3 separate regions of the Drosophila melanogaster genome follow, and all the other regions are linked to region 3. A link is a contact called in public Hi-C and HiChIP or PLAC-seq data. All regions are on one chromosome and are shown on one strand. The core of a region is the stretch at or near the end of the contact, and the rest is flanking DNA. Distances in the headings are between cores, read along the strand shown.

Region 1 (4,100 bases), core at 1,168-3,667, 330 kb after region 3:
GGAGAAGTGGACGCAGCCAGCATAGCCGGAGGTCATCATCTTGGCCAGCGAATCGAGTGCCTCTCCTGGAGTGGGTCGAAAAACAACCATTTTCGAGTCCTTGAGAAACTGCCCACCAATATTGCCAACTAGGTGCTTGGGCATTAGCTGCATCAACAGCTTGGGCGGCCAGTTCTCAGCCTTGATCTCGGGCTCGCCATCTTTGATGTTGGTGCACACGGTACACTGGAGTGTATGGGGAATCTTCTGTTGATCGGACTTTGGCTTCTCTGACCACTCCAGCACTCCGGTCCATATCTTTTCCCTCAAGGAGGCCTGCTCCTGCTGCGAATTTCCCTGCTGTTGCTGCTGCGGATTGCCCTGCTGCTGCGGATTCGACTGTTGTCCTACTTGTTGTTGCTGCTGCTGCGGATTAGACATGTTGCCGGCATTGCTAGCCGGCATCATATTGTTTCCTGCATTGGGATTTACCTGCTGCTGTTGCTGTCCTTGCTGCTGCTGTTGCTGTTGCTGGGCCAGTTGCTGTTGCTGCTGCAACTGCTGGTGATTTAGCATCTGCTGCTGGCTCAGCATCTGCATCCTTTGTTGCTGCTGCTGTTGGGCCTGTTGTTGCTGCTGCTGCTGCTGCTGCGCCTGCTGCTGTTGCTGCTGCTGCAGCGAGGTCACAGTTTGGTTCGGCGGCGGCGCATTAATGCGCGATATCAGAGCAGAATTTGGATTCTGTTGCATGCCGCCGCCTTGGCCCACACCGCCCACATTGCCTGCTCCCTGCATGAAGGGCGGACGCGCCTGACCAGGCTGGTTGGGATACATCCAGCGGTTTTGGCCGGGTCCCACGTTTTGCTGGAAGTTCTGATTCTGCATTTGATTGGAAACGAATTGATTCTGCTGCTGCTGCTGCAATAGTTGCTGCTGCTGCTGTGGATTGAGTAAGCCCGCTGGGGGATTTGGACCGGGCTGCTGTTGCTGCATCGTGTTCATGTTCATGACCTGCTGCTGAGGATTGCCTTGTTGTTGCTGTTGCTGCTGCTGTTGTTGTTGCTGTTGCTGCTGCTGGGCTGGAGTGGTGTCCATGGGCATGCCCTGCCCTTGTTGTTGCTGACCAGCTTGATTTTGTTGCTGTTGTTGTTGCTGCTGCACTGTAGCCTGTGCCGCATTGGGTGCAGCCATTTGGGCCGCCATGCTGTTGGGACTAGGTGCTCTCTCCTTGAGGCTGTATCCCTTTAGAAGCACTAGGTGTCTTATGTTCTTGGCATAGTTTTTGCTCGTAATGGGCTGATCTCCGTCGGCCTTCATGAAAAGTTTGAACAACACCGGCATCTTGCGTGGCGCAATAATGGAGAGATTGATTTTGCGCTCGTTGAAGAGCGCCGCCAGCTGCTCACATGATTTGCCCGGATACTTCCACGACTCCGTTGTGGGCATCTGGTACGGCGGACTGTTGCAGATGAGAATGCAGTGCCTCTGGACGCTGGTCTGATCGAGCAACTGGCGCCTTTCGCTGATGTCATCAAAACAGCCGTGGGCCGCAGCAAATCCTTCGGCCATGTGGGCACAGGACTCCATTCCGCCTCCCACTAGTGGCAATCTTTCGATCGTCTCCATCACTTTTTGGGGCTGCAGAAAGGGACCATAGGTTGAACAAACTGGCTCCAGCAGATTGGCCGCTGTACGGTAGACCACAATACCGTACAGAGTGGCAAAGCGCTCCGCAATCAGGTATTCCCGCTCGTCGATGGAGCCAGTGGTGAAGTGCTCCAAAGTCGGCAGGATGTAGTTGGTCTTTAGTTCGTTGATGTAGGCTCCGTTGATGGCGCTGCCCTCGATGACGAAGACCACGTCGGCCAGGGGAATCTGGTCCACCTCCATTGGACGATGGGAGTTGGCTTTAAGTTGAAAAACTTGTTGCAAAAAATGTAAACTATGTTGTCTGCTTTACACCGCTCTTTTACTTTTTTCGTTTGTTTTGCATATCGCTCTGCTGCTATCGATAGTCAACTTATGGTTATCGCTCAGCGATTGCTAGGGCTGCAAAATAAATGAATATTCAAAAGTGCCCATAAAGTTGGATTTAAGAATATGCAGATTGCCTTGAAAACTTGTTTCTATTGAATTCTTTTTCTATTTTCACAAATAAAAAAACGTTTGGTGTTTATCTAATTAACTTAAAATTGAATATTGCATACAAAAGATAACTATAAATAAGATATTACGATGTTTTATGTTAGGTATCATAATTATAGTTGTTTTATGTATGTATTTTCAATGGAACTATAAAGTTAATTCTTTAAATATTCGTTACCAATAGTTTATATCGATGGTTGCAAGTGCTGCCAGACTCTCGCAGCGAGTTTCCGTTCGGCAGTCTGGCAGCGCGGTCAGCTGTTCCTATTGCCCAACTTGCGCAGTTCGTTTTGTTCAGTTCATTCGCCGATTTTGAAGAATGCGGACGTTGACGCTGGTACCGCGTCGTTTTGCCAAAATAATTCGTAAAAAATATACGCAAAACGCTTAGAAAGTGTCAATTAACTAAACATTAGCTATTGAGCAGTGCAAGTGCAGGAAAAACGATCGCAGAAATAGCCGAAAACACATGAAAGTGCGAATTGCGGGCTTTTTTGTGGCTGGCACAGAATGTGTGGCACAAAGCGGAAAGCGCGCTAATTGAGCGTGCGAGCGCCTGAAACGCAGAGAAATGTAAATAAATAAACGTGTGACGCCGCGACAATTGTGAAAAGTGCACAAACACGACGTTTGGCAAGTGAAAAGTGAGTGAAATCTAGATAAATTTCATTAAATTGCCCATTTCGCATCTGGCAAGAAGAACAGCTGTTGTTTGGCATCTCGCTCTGTCTGGTTGTCCTCTCTCTTATTTTGCCCTCTCTCTGTTTTTGTTGCTCCCCTTTGCTTCTGTTTTTTTTTACTGCAATGTTGCTAAATCGTTTGATTCTATTATTATAATTATACTCCTTGCCCTGACGTCACTGCCTCGAAAAACCTGATAATTTGGGTAGGCAATTAGCATGGTTTAAGTATAGTTTAGAGTACAGAGAAGTGAATTAAACGGCCATGTGTGCACAGCATGCATGCTTTTTTGTTATTGTTGCCTGGCAACATGTTTCGCCACATCTGCCTTTTTTTTCTTGTCTCTCTGTTAGTCCAATTTGCCAATAAGCAACTTTTCCATTTGTTTACAATAATTGTGATCGCTACAGAAGCACCGATCGTGAAGTAAAAAGCGCCTACATAAATATAAGGCACCAGTTATGCTTGGGCGTCACTCCGACTGCCGATCGCCAGTTATTTTAGTTGGGTGTTTGTACATTTAAATACCCTACCTAAATGCAACTTACTCGCATGTAGTCAATATCATTCAAACCCTAATATGTTACGCATTTTCCAATCGGGTTTATCACATATAAACAATATCGAAGCCAGATAAAGCGACTTGTGATAATAATCACCCATACAACAAAGGCTGTTCATTCATTATATTTACCATATTATTGATAACTATTTTTATAACTGAACTACAATATGTTCTTATAAATAAAGAATCACTAGATAATTTAAATATTAAATGAAATAAGTACAAACTATTTTTTAACTATAATAAGTTATTATTTGAGTAATTGCACGTATTATCATGTACGGATGTAGGTTTTTTGCTTTAAATAATAAACGTATTTAAACGTATTTTTAATTGATTAAGGGTATACTAAATGCATTGCTTTCGGCTCCGCCATTCACTTTCCACTATTGCGTCATTATTGGTTGATTTATGTATTTTATCGTTACGCTATACATTTGCAGATCGCATTCGCGCGTGGAAATTTAATTTAAGATTTCCCACACAAATAAAGATAAATTTGTTATTGCACAAACGTTTGTTATTCACGCCCGTCTTGAATACTTACTAATAGATTTGCAATTAAAATAGGGTCAGATTAAACGATAAATCAACTTCACCGCCTGCTTATCAGTTTTTGACCCTAACAAAAAAATAGAAAGTCCAATTAACTATGTATGTACGTTTTAATTGTGAACTTCTTATCAGTCTGCCATAGATTTAGGTTCTTAAAAACTATTTTTGATTTTCC
Region 2 (3,899 bases), core at 1,261-3,760, 340 kb before region 3:
TTGTCTGTCAGGCAGCAAAACAAATGGAGGAGCCCCAAAGCCGCAGAGAAACTATTTATATGCTGCCCCAGGCTTGCCCAGGAATCGGAAGAAATGGGCGCGAGTGCGACTGTGCCACCAGTTCGAATAGATGGATGGATAGTTGGATCCTTAAAGGTGGTCCGTCGCCTTTATTGGCAGCATATTCGAGCGCATTGTCTGCAGCTGCGGTGCGTCTTCGTCTAGATTAATCGACTTGCGGACATTGAATTTGTGCAGCGCCAGCAAAAGGAATCTCAGTCTGAACTGCTGGCATATTTCCACGTGCCTGTCCTGTCGCGTTCCAAAGTTTCTCTTGCCTAATTGGCACAAACTTTCGCTAGGGAATTACACATAGAAAATAAGCGTAAGACATGAGGATCTGGCAAAAGGACAACCAATAAAATATTTAATAAACCGCAACGTAGGCGATTCGTGTAAAACCAATGCATCGCTATATTTAAATTATCTTAGATATATAATTAATTGGTTGTGCTTATATATCTTCCTAAAATTTGATTAATAGATTTCCACATATTTTTTTGCTGCTTTTTTTGCGTCATATTGAATTGTAAATTCTTATTATTGAAGTACATATATTTGTAATTCATAACTAATCTCACTGACTTTTATAATTCCCTTTTTAGGTTTATATTCAGTAATTTTATTTCATATATGACAAACCCATTTTTTTCTGTCATTTTCCTAATTATCAATATCAATAAAAATATTTAAATTTCTATTAAACAAAATATTGTCAGTTGCAGTTTTAATACAAATATTAAAATTTATTACTGTATCGTCTTCTGAACTTCTGTTTTATACTGAGACTATTGCCTTAAGTTATGTTATCTGCGGCACATCCTCCAGGAAGATGCCACAAAAAACAAATCAATAAAAATACGTTTTTATCATAGGTGTGGTAGCCGAAGCATAGGTTTCCATTGGCACATCGACCATTTCGATGAGTGTAGCCAACACCCACACACGCACTTCGCACCAGCGCTATCTCAGCTGGGAAACGCACGGATGGGCAAACAGAATGCGCCCCCGACCCCAACCTAGACGACTCCATTACCTCCTGGTCCTGCCGAGCTGGTCCTCCCCTGCCTGCCGTGAGTTATGTTGTTGCTTGTGCTGCTAAATGCTAACGATGACGAGACCAGGGAAATGGGGATGAGGTTGGGAGCCGGAGAGTGGGAATTGGCGGAGCACGGAACGGGGAACGGGAATGCGTCACAGGACGATGATGATAATGGCCTCGTTGCCATTACTTTGTTTAGCTGCCTGCTGGCGCAGCTCCTTCTGGGCCATGTGGCTGTTGTTGTTGTTTCTAGCTTGTTGGCTTAATTGATTTAGTTGAAGCTGCACAGAGTTTAATAGTTGCTCATCATTTATGTGGCGCCCAACAGCCACGCGGAGCTCTTCGCTCCGTTCGCTTTATTTGGCGAGTCGTTTAATTTTCTCCGCCACTGTGCTACACATTTCGACGCGTTGATAGGTTGCGCGTGGAAACCGGTTGGGAAGCATCCACCATTCCACCACAGCCGTCCCATGCAATCGAGCCAAGCTATTGAGTCAACGCCAACTTAGAAAAACTCAGAGCAACCACTGGTCAACAATAGTCAACCTCCTTGCGAAGCTCGGATTGCCAACTGACGCCTCAGAGCCATGAATGGCGTTTTATCTTATCCGCGGCAAAGCAGCTCGTCGCCGGCAGTTGCTGCATTTAAAAAACCATTTTAATTATTTATTAGCAGATTAAGCAAGTAAGAAATTTCAAGAATCTTAACTGGATGCTGGAGACAGTGGGAGAGTCGGTTATTTTATTACCCCTTTTTCACTGTCATCCCTTCTACCTTATAGTAAAATTGCAAATACCCTCTGTAAATGTATATTTGTGGAGTAATGTTGTCAATACAATACAATTAAAAAATAGGCTTATGATTTCTTTTAAATGAAATTTAAATTTTATGGTAATCGTTTAGCTGTGATTTTTAAATATTTTCATAATATATATCCAACATTGTATGGCGTAATAGTACTTATTTGAGTCTCCAAGGGTAGGAAGCCTTTGAATAATAAATTAATTATAGAGATTTATTAAAATTAATATTATAAATTATTCAACTGACCTCGTAAATCTGATAGACAAGAATGTATTGCCAACTCCATATATGGGTTCATGTAGGGCAGCCAACGTTCCGAAGACTGGCTCGTGTCAATCAAAAGGCCAAGTTCAGGTGTAATGGCAACTGCGTCTTTTGATCGGGTGGTCAAGCCTTATGGTGCACATTACACACATTAACAAGATCATTGTCTCTCGTAACTGTTGTTGCTGCAATTAGCGTTGGTAGCACTTGATTTATGCAGGTGCCATGCAAAGTGGCAGCAGCTTCCAAGTATAGACAGTGCCCCTGCTCACAATTAATCAGCAGTCGCAACCAGCGATCTCCGTATGACCGTATAAAAGCTGGCCTAGGGCATTGCCAACCGAGTCAGTCCCGCCGTGGAAGCTGTCGAGAACGGACTCGAAGGGATCGGAAACTAGCTCTCCAAAATGCGTGCCACAGTGGTGAGTGGAGCGACGAGCACACATTATGTCGAAGACGTCTAATTTTTCATTCCCCTAACCAGTTTTTTCTCGGCCTCTTGGCTATCAGTTACTGGGAGGAGTCCCATGGTCATGTTGTGCCCGTGGGTCTTCCTGCAGTCGGAACCTATCTGCTGTCTCCACCCGTTGTCTTGCTAGTCCAGCCACCTCCTCCTCCGCCGGAAGACGATGGCTCCTACAAGCCGCCTTCGCCCCCCGAAGATGGCTCGTGGCAGCCACAGCCTGGTCTGGAGGGAGAGTACTCGGACCCGGAACTAAGCCAGAGTGGCAGTGGAAGCATTACAGCCAGTGACGCAGGAGCTGCTGCCCTGAGTTTGGTTGCCTCACAATCTGTAGACGCCCAAGATGCCCCTGCTCCGGCGGAGGCCGGTGGAGCAGGAGGTGCCGGACAAGCGGGACAGGCTGGAGCACTTCTAGGCGGAGCGGGAGGAGCAGGTGGAGCTGGTGGTGGAGGCAGCGCTGGAGGCGGTGGCGGCGGAGGAGGCGGCGGCGGTGGCGGAACGGCCACATCCGGCCAGAGCGGAGACAGTGGCCAGCCCGGAGCGCCGAGTCCAGCGGGTCCTCAGCCCGATGGCGAAGATGGCGCTGATGGAGCCGATGGGCCAGACGGTCCGGATGGCTCCAAGGGTGGAAAAGGCGGCAAGGGTGGAAAGGGAGCACGCAATGGAGCCGGAGGCGGTGGTGGAGCTGGAGGAGCTGCTCCCCAGCCGGCGCCGGCAGCGATTCCTGTTCAGGCGGCTGTCCTGATTCCCGCACCCGTTTGGGCTGATCCAGAGCCAAATGCGATGTAAGTAAAAATGGAGCTGTGAAATTATTACATCACCAAGACTATCATTTTCTCACATTACTTGCAGTCACGTTGTGTAAACGCCCGGTGACCTTTGTGCCATTTGCCTTAACCCCCTTTGATGGTCATTTAAGTTAGTCCTAAAGCTAGTCAATGTTTTTGGAGCTCACATTTACCCTAAGCTAAGGCAAGCGAATATTAAAATTCGATCACACAGTAATTGCTTTTGTGGTTTTTATTCCATCACACATTGTGAACAAAGGTCAAATGGTGGTCGGTCACATAGGCGACCTTTTAATGTATAAGTTGACCTAATGGAATTGGGTTAGTCACTCTATTTTCGAAGTGTTCTATATTTGAACTGAATTAATACTGAAACAACACCAGCATCTGTCAATTAGAATCGGATGTGTACAAAAGCTCTGACAGTAGCTTTTGAATGTCGGGTTGAGTAATGCATAAATTATGCCCAAAAGTAGG
Region 3 (3,923 bases), core at 715-3,214:
AAGGACGACCAATTGGCTTTGCTTAATGTTGGCGTGCAAATCTCTGGCATTTTGGTAAAGCTGGCTGGCCATAAGGAAGGCACGGAAAAAAACCTAACCACCTTGTATTCCTCTTCTGGGAAATAAATACACAACATTACTTGTTAAAGCAACGAAATACATATCTGTACAAATTGCAAAAACTCAAAATTAAGCTTTAAATAATAATAATAATTTTTAAAATTTAATTTAATTTAACTAAAAATTGACTATAGTTATAGAATAGATAGATGTAGATATAGATATAGAAAGTTTTTAAAAAGTCTCCCAAAAATTGCTCACTATTTTTTTAATCCTTGGTTTACTACTTTGGCGATATGAAACGAATGCGATTTCTCTCAGTGCTGCATAGGCAACAACAAACGATAAATATAAACTTAACCGGCAATTACTTACCACATAATTAGTAATCGTATATGGGACATAAGTAATGGAGCCAACGAGCAGGCTGCGGCGCTGCAGATTGAGCAGCTTGTTGGGATAAAGTTCGACCCGGTTGGCAAAAGTTTCGTTCGGCAAGAATGCGTCCAGGAGCAGGGCATCCAAATTACCAACGGCACCGACAAACTTTTGTGTCCACAGCTCGAAATTGATGTCGCGGTAGGGAGAAGTGGTTTTGTTTCCTGCTCCTCCTTCGCCATCGTCCTTGTTTTTCGTGCTTACCGATGCGCCTCCTCCGCGCCTGGGGTCTGGATGGGGTCCTGTTGGTCCTGTTGGGGCCGTTTCCGTTCCAGGTCGGACCATCAGATGGTGAGGGTAGACTAAAGCACATTACAACGATTTCCCGATGTCGGACAAGCAGAGAAAACAATCGGGCAGGGGATATAAAAACGAACACGGACTTCTTTTAGAAATTGAGAGATATCGAATAAGGTTTACCTAGTATTAAGGTATTATTTATAAGATCACTTTAAAAGGTATCTGATAGCGAAATTCTATAAATTGTTATAAGTATTTGTGTCTGAAGAACACATTTATAACTGATTGTCCTCCTTCTCGATTAGTTTAGAGTCAAAAGTGTCAACAGCCAGACAGAAAACAATGAACAAATCAGCGGTCCATGTCCAAATGGCCCAAGTTTACAATCGAACACGGCACTGTGGAGTGTTGAAATTATTGGCAAGTGCTAAAGTTTGATCAACTGGCCACGAATGTCCTGCGGCTGTTTCGCCACCATGTTTACGCCAGGCTCGCCGCGTGTTGTGGGCCCAAAGGAAACTTTTCCAGTTTGACTTGTTTTGCCACGCCCCCAGGGAGGTGGCGGAAAGCCACCGCTTTAGCTAATAAATTGATGCTGACGGGGGGATAGTTTGAACCGCGTAGAACATGACAGGAACACTCAATTGAAACGGCTTATTCATAGTCTCTTTATGAGCATCTATAAACCGTACTCACACTGCAGTATATCCATGCAGAGCAATTCCGCAGGGCTTTCGTCCTCGCACAGGAACAAATACCGCTTATCCTTTAGTCGCACATTTGCATTGCGAGTGGCGTAGTATCGGGCGTGAATAAAGTGGTGCGTTTGCGATAAGATCGTAATGAATCCCTAAATATGAAAGTCATGATGTCAACAAGTAGCGTTAGAATCAAAAACTTACCTCTGTGACGCTGCTATTCAAAGCACCCATAACTTGATCCTCCAGATCGTTTAAGTCCTTTAAGAATGCTACATTAATCCATTGCAGCCTAATTGGCTTACTCAATTCCCGAAGAACTAATTCCAAAGCACTTAAATACTCCAACTGAAGAGGAGTTGTCGAGGCCGAGTTATTGTAGACAATCAAAATCGATGGAAATTCAGCAAAGTATTGACCGACTAGAATGGAATTGGCTTAAGTTGGCTGGGAAGTGTAAGGCGGTGTTGCCTTACCTATAATCCGAAGCAATTGGCTTAAATGCATCACCAGCGGTTGCAACAACATCACGACTGCCTTTTGATTCCATTTTCCAAGATTTCATGCTTTTATACGACTGGCTTTTAATGACCGATTCGATTGACCCGTAAATTGATTTTAACTCGAACTGTAATTGAAAACCTCCGATAGGTCCTATCATCGCAAACTGGAAACGGGCAGTATTTGCTTAGTCATTAGCCTAATGAAACGCACACACCACATTACGATATTTGCATAATTCAGTAAACAAACAAGAACTTGACAATGGCTGCCTCGGGTAAGTCAAGCGGAAAGCCTAAGTTTAGTAAAACTTAAATATACGTATATGATAAAGCATCTATCGGCTGGAAATCAATTGTGGACACTGGGCCAAAGCATAATGGTATTAGAGTAAGCTGGGTAATAGAATAAAATTCCAAAGTTCAAAGTGCATTGAGTAGGCACTTTGGGGCATATATTTTTATTCAAATTTCAATCATATGAAAAAAAAACAAACCTTAGTTTGCCATGAAAAGACGATGCACTAAGTGCACTTGGTAGCCGTTCTGTTTTCCATTTCTCGCAGTGATCTGGGTTAACCCCTGGCTGTGGGCCAATTAGCACTCCCACAAATTAGCGACAACAATGCGGCCAAACGACTGACTTTCATTATGAAAGCGAACAAAGCCCGAAACGAAGCTAAAGGTCCACAGATCCACAGTCGACAGAAACTGAGCCGGGACCAGGCCAAGTGTCAATTGAAACAATTCAATTGGTCTGCCAGCAAATTCTGTTGGTCGTGAGGGGTTAAGGGGGCCTGGAGACACAGGACGACAGGACGAGTCGCCGCCATTGCCGATGTGGTAACACAAATGGACAGTCGAGACAGGCAGTGTGGCACTGTGGCAGTGAATGTGCGAGTGTTGCGAGTGCTTAACCATTGGGTTATTTGAAATTGAAAGACAGATTAAGGGATTTGCTCCTGGCGAGCCAAAGGAGAGCCCGATGGAGACTCCGCCGTGCCATTGAACCAAGGACGCAGAGCCAGGGGAATCAGGCTGCTTCTGGTCCGGCTACTGGTCATTTGAGTGCACAGCAGGCGGCGATTTTATTGCCTCGACAACCTGCTGGGATCCCCCCGAAAATCGTAAAAAAGAAATCATAGCATCCCTACCCAGAGATCCACACACATGGCACGGCACTGAAGGGCAATTAAACACTCAAGCGGTATGTTACCCCAGACCGAGTTACTCGAAAGTCAATGGCATTAAAAATCCATGAACCGATATTTATCTTCTCAAACGCTTTGCGGGGTGGCAATAAAGCGAATGAGGCGACGGGTTGATAAAGTGATTAAAGTTTTACTTCGAAAGTCACGTTATGAAATTAGCGTTGGATTTCGGGGTTCATAAAACCACACGAAAAGTTTAAGCAATTTGGTACCCAAGATTATCGTTGTTTGATGCATTTGTGAATAATTGGTACATGTAATGAAACCATGGATATTTTTATGAAATAGTTTACAACGGTTGGCTAATTTCAATAAAGTAGAAACTAACTTTTTTGTATTTGCCCTTGCTAAATGTAATGATTTGGTGATTTGTTACATTCAATTGCGCAAGCAAACCCTCAAGTAGCACTAAAAACTTCACCGAATTCGCAGCTCCTTGAAGTATGCAACACTAATCAAGACGCAAATGCAGATTTGTGCGATTACGTGTTTGTCTGTGTGCGTGCGTGTCTGTCCACAGAAATGGAATTTACACGCCTCTCACACGCAAGCAAACGCAGCCATTGCCAATGGTATCACTTGGCGAAGAGGGACGGGGGCCGGGACCGCAGGCGGGCTTGCTGACCAGCAAACCGACCGCAATGTGGCCCACAAGCTGCAGGAGTGGCCAACACAGCGGCAACATATGGCCAAGAACCGAAAAGGTTTACGGCTGGCCGTACATACGTACGTATATACGTACGTACGTATGAGTGAGTGAGTGCGTGGCGCATTTT

The links. Hi-C and Micro-C count contacts between places; a contact is called where the count stands out from the background. HiChIP or PLAC-seq counts read pairs in DNA pulled down with a chosen protein or histone mark.
Region 1: an H3K27ac HiChIP or PLAC-seq map of the Kc167 cell line shows a contact between it and region 3, with 2.8 times the contacts expected there. The contact joins the promoter of Hs6st here to the promoter of Ir92a in region 3. A contact is called at or near these places in 2 of 107 Hi-C or Micro-C datasets (both in the S2 cell line) and 1 of 6 datasets of contacts at active chromatin or transcription factors (the Kc167 cell line).
Region 2: a contact with region 3 is called in a Hi-C map of the Kc167 cell line, with 1.8 times the contacts expected there. The contact joins the promoter of CG4000 here to the promoter of Ir92a in region 3. A contact is called at or near these places in 6 of 107 Hi-C or Micro-C datasets (the Kc167 cell line, the PNm cell line, the S2 cell line and 2 more).

Annotation. Positions count from the first base shown.
Region 1 is chr3R:20,006,829-20,010,928 of dm6, reverse strand. Hs6st (Heparan sulfate 6-O-sulfotransferase) reads left to right here and starts at 2,417. Exons shown (of 6, transcript NM_001275821.1): 1 at 2,417-2,768. It overlaps MED25 (Mediator complex subunit 25), which reads right to left and starts at 1,982. Exons shown (of 1, transcript NM_142597.4): 1 at 1-1,982. The coding sequence starts at 1,869.
Region 2 is chr3R:20,675,962-20,679,860 of dm6, reverse strand. It overlaps CG4000, which reads left to right and starts at 2,510. Exons shown (of 3, transcript NM_142649.4): 1 at 2,510-2,593; 2 at 2,656-3,419; 3 at 3,487-3,637. The coding sequence starts at 2,579. The coding sequence ends at 3,499. lncRNA:CR43452 (long non-coding RNA:CR43452) reads right to left here and starts at 1,678. Exons shown (of 1, transcript NR_048437.1): 1 at 782-1,678. It also overlaps asRNA:CR45024.
Region 3 is chr3R:20,337,014-20,340,936 of dm6, reverse strand. Ir92a (Ionotropic receptor 92a) reads right to left here and starts at 1,964. Exons shown (of 10, transcript NM_001104375.2): 1 at 1,913-1,964; 2 at 1,641-1,858; 3 at 1,435-1,588; 4 at 436-800. The coding sequence starts at 1,964.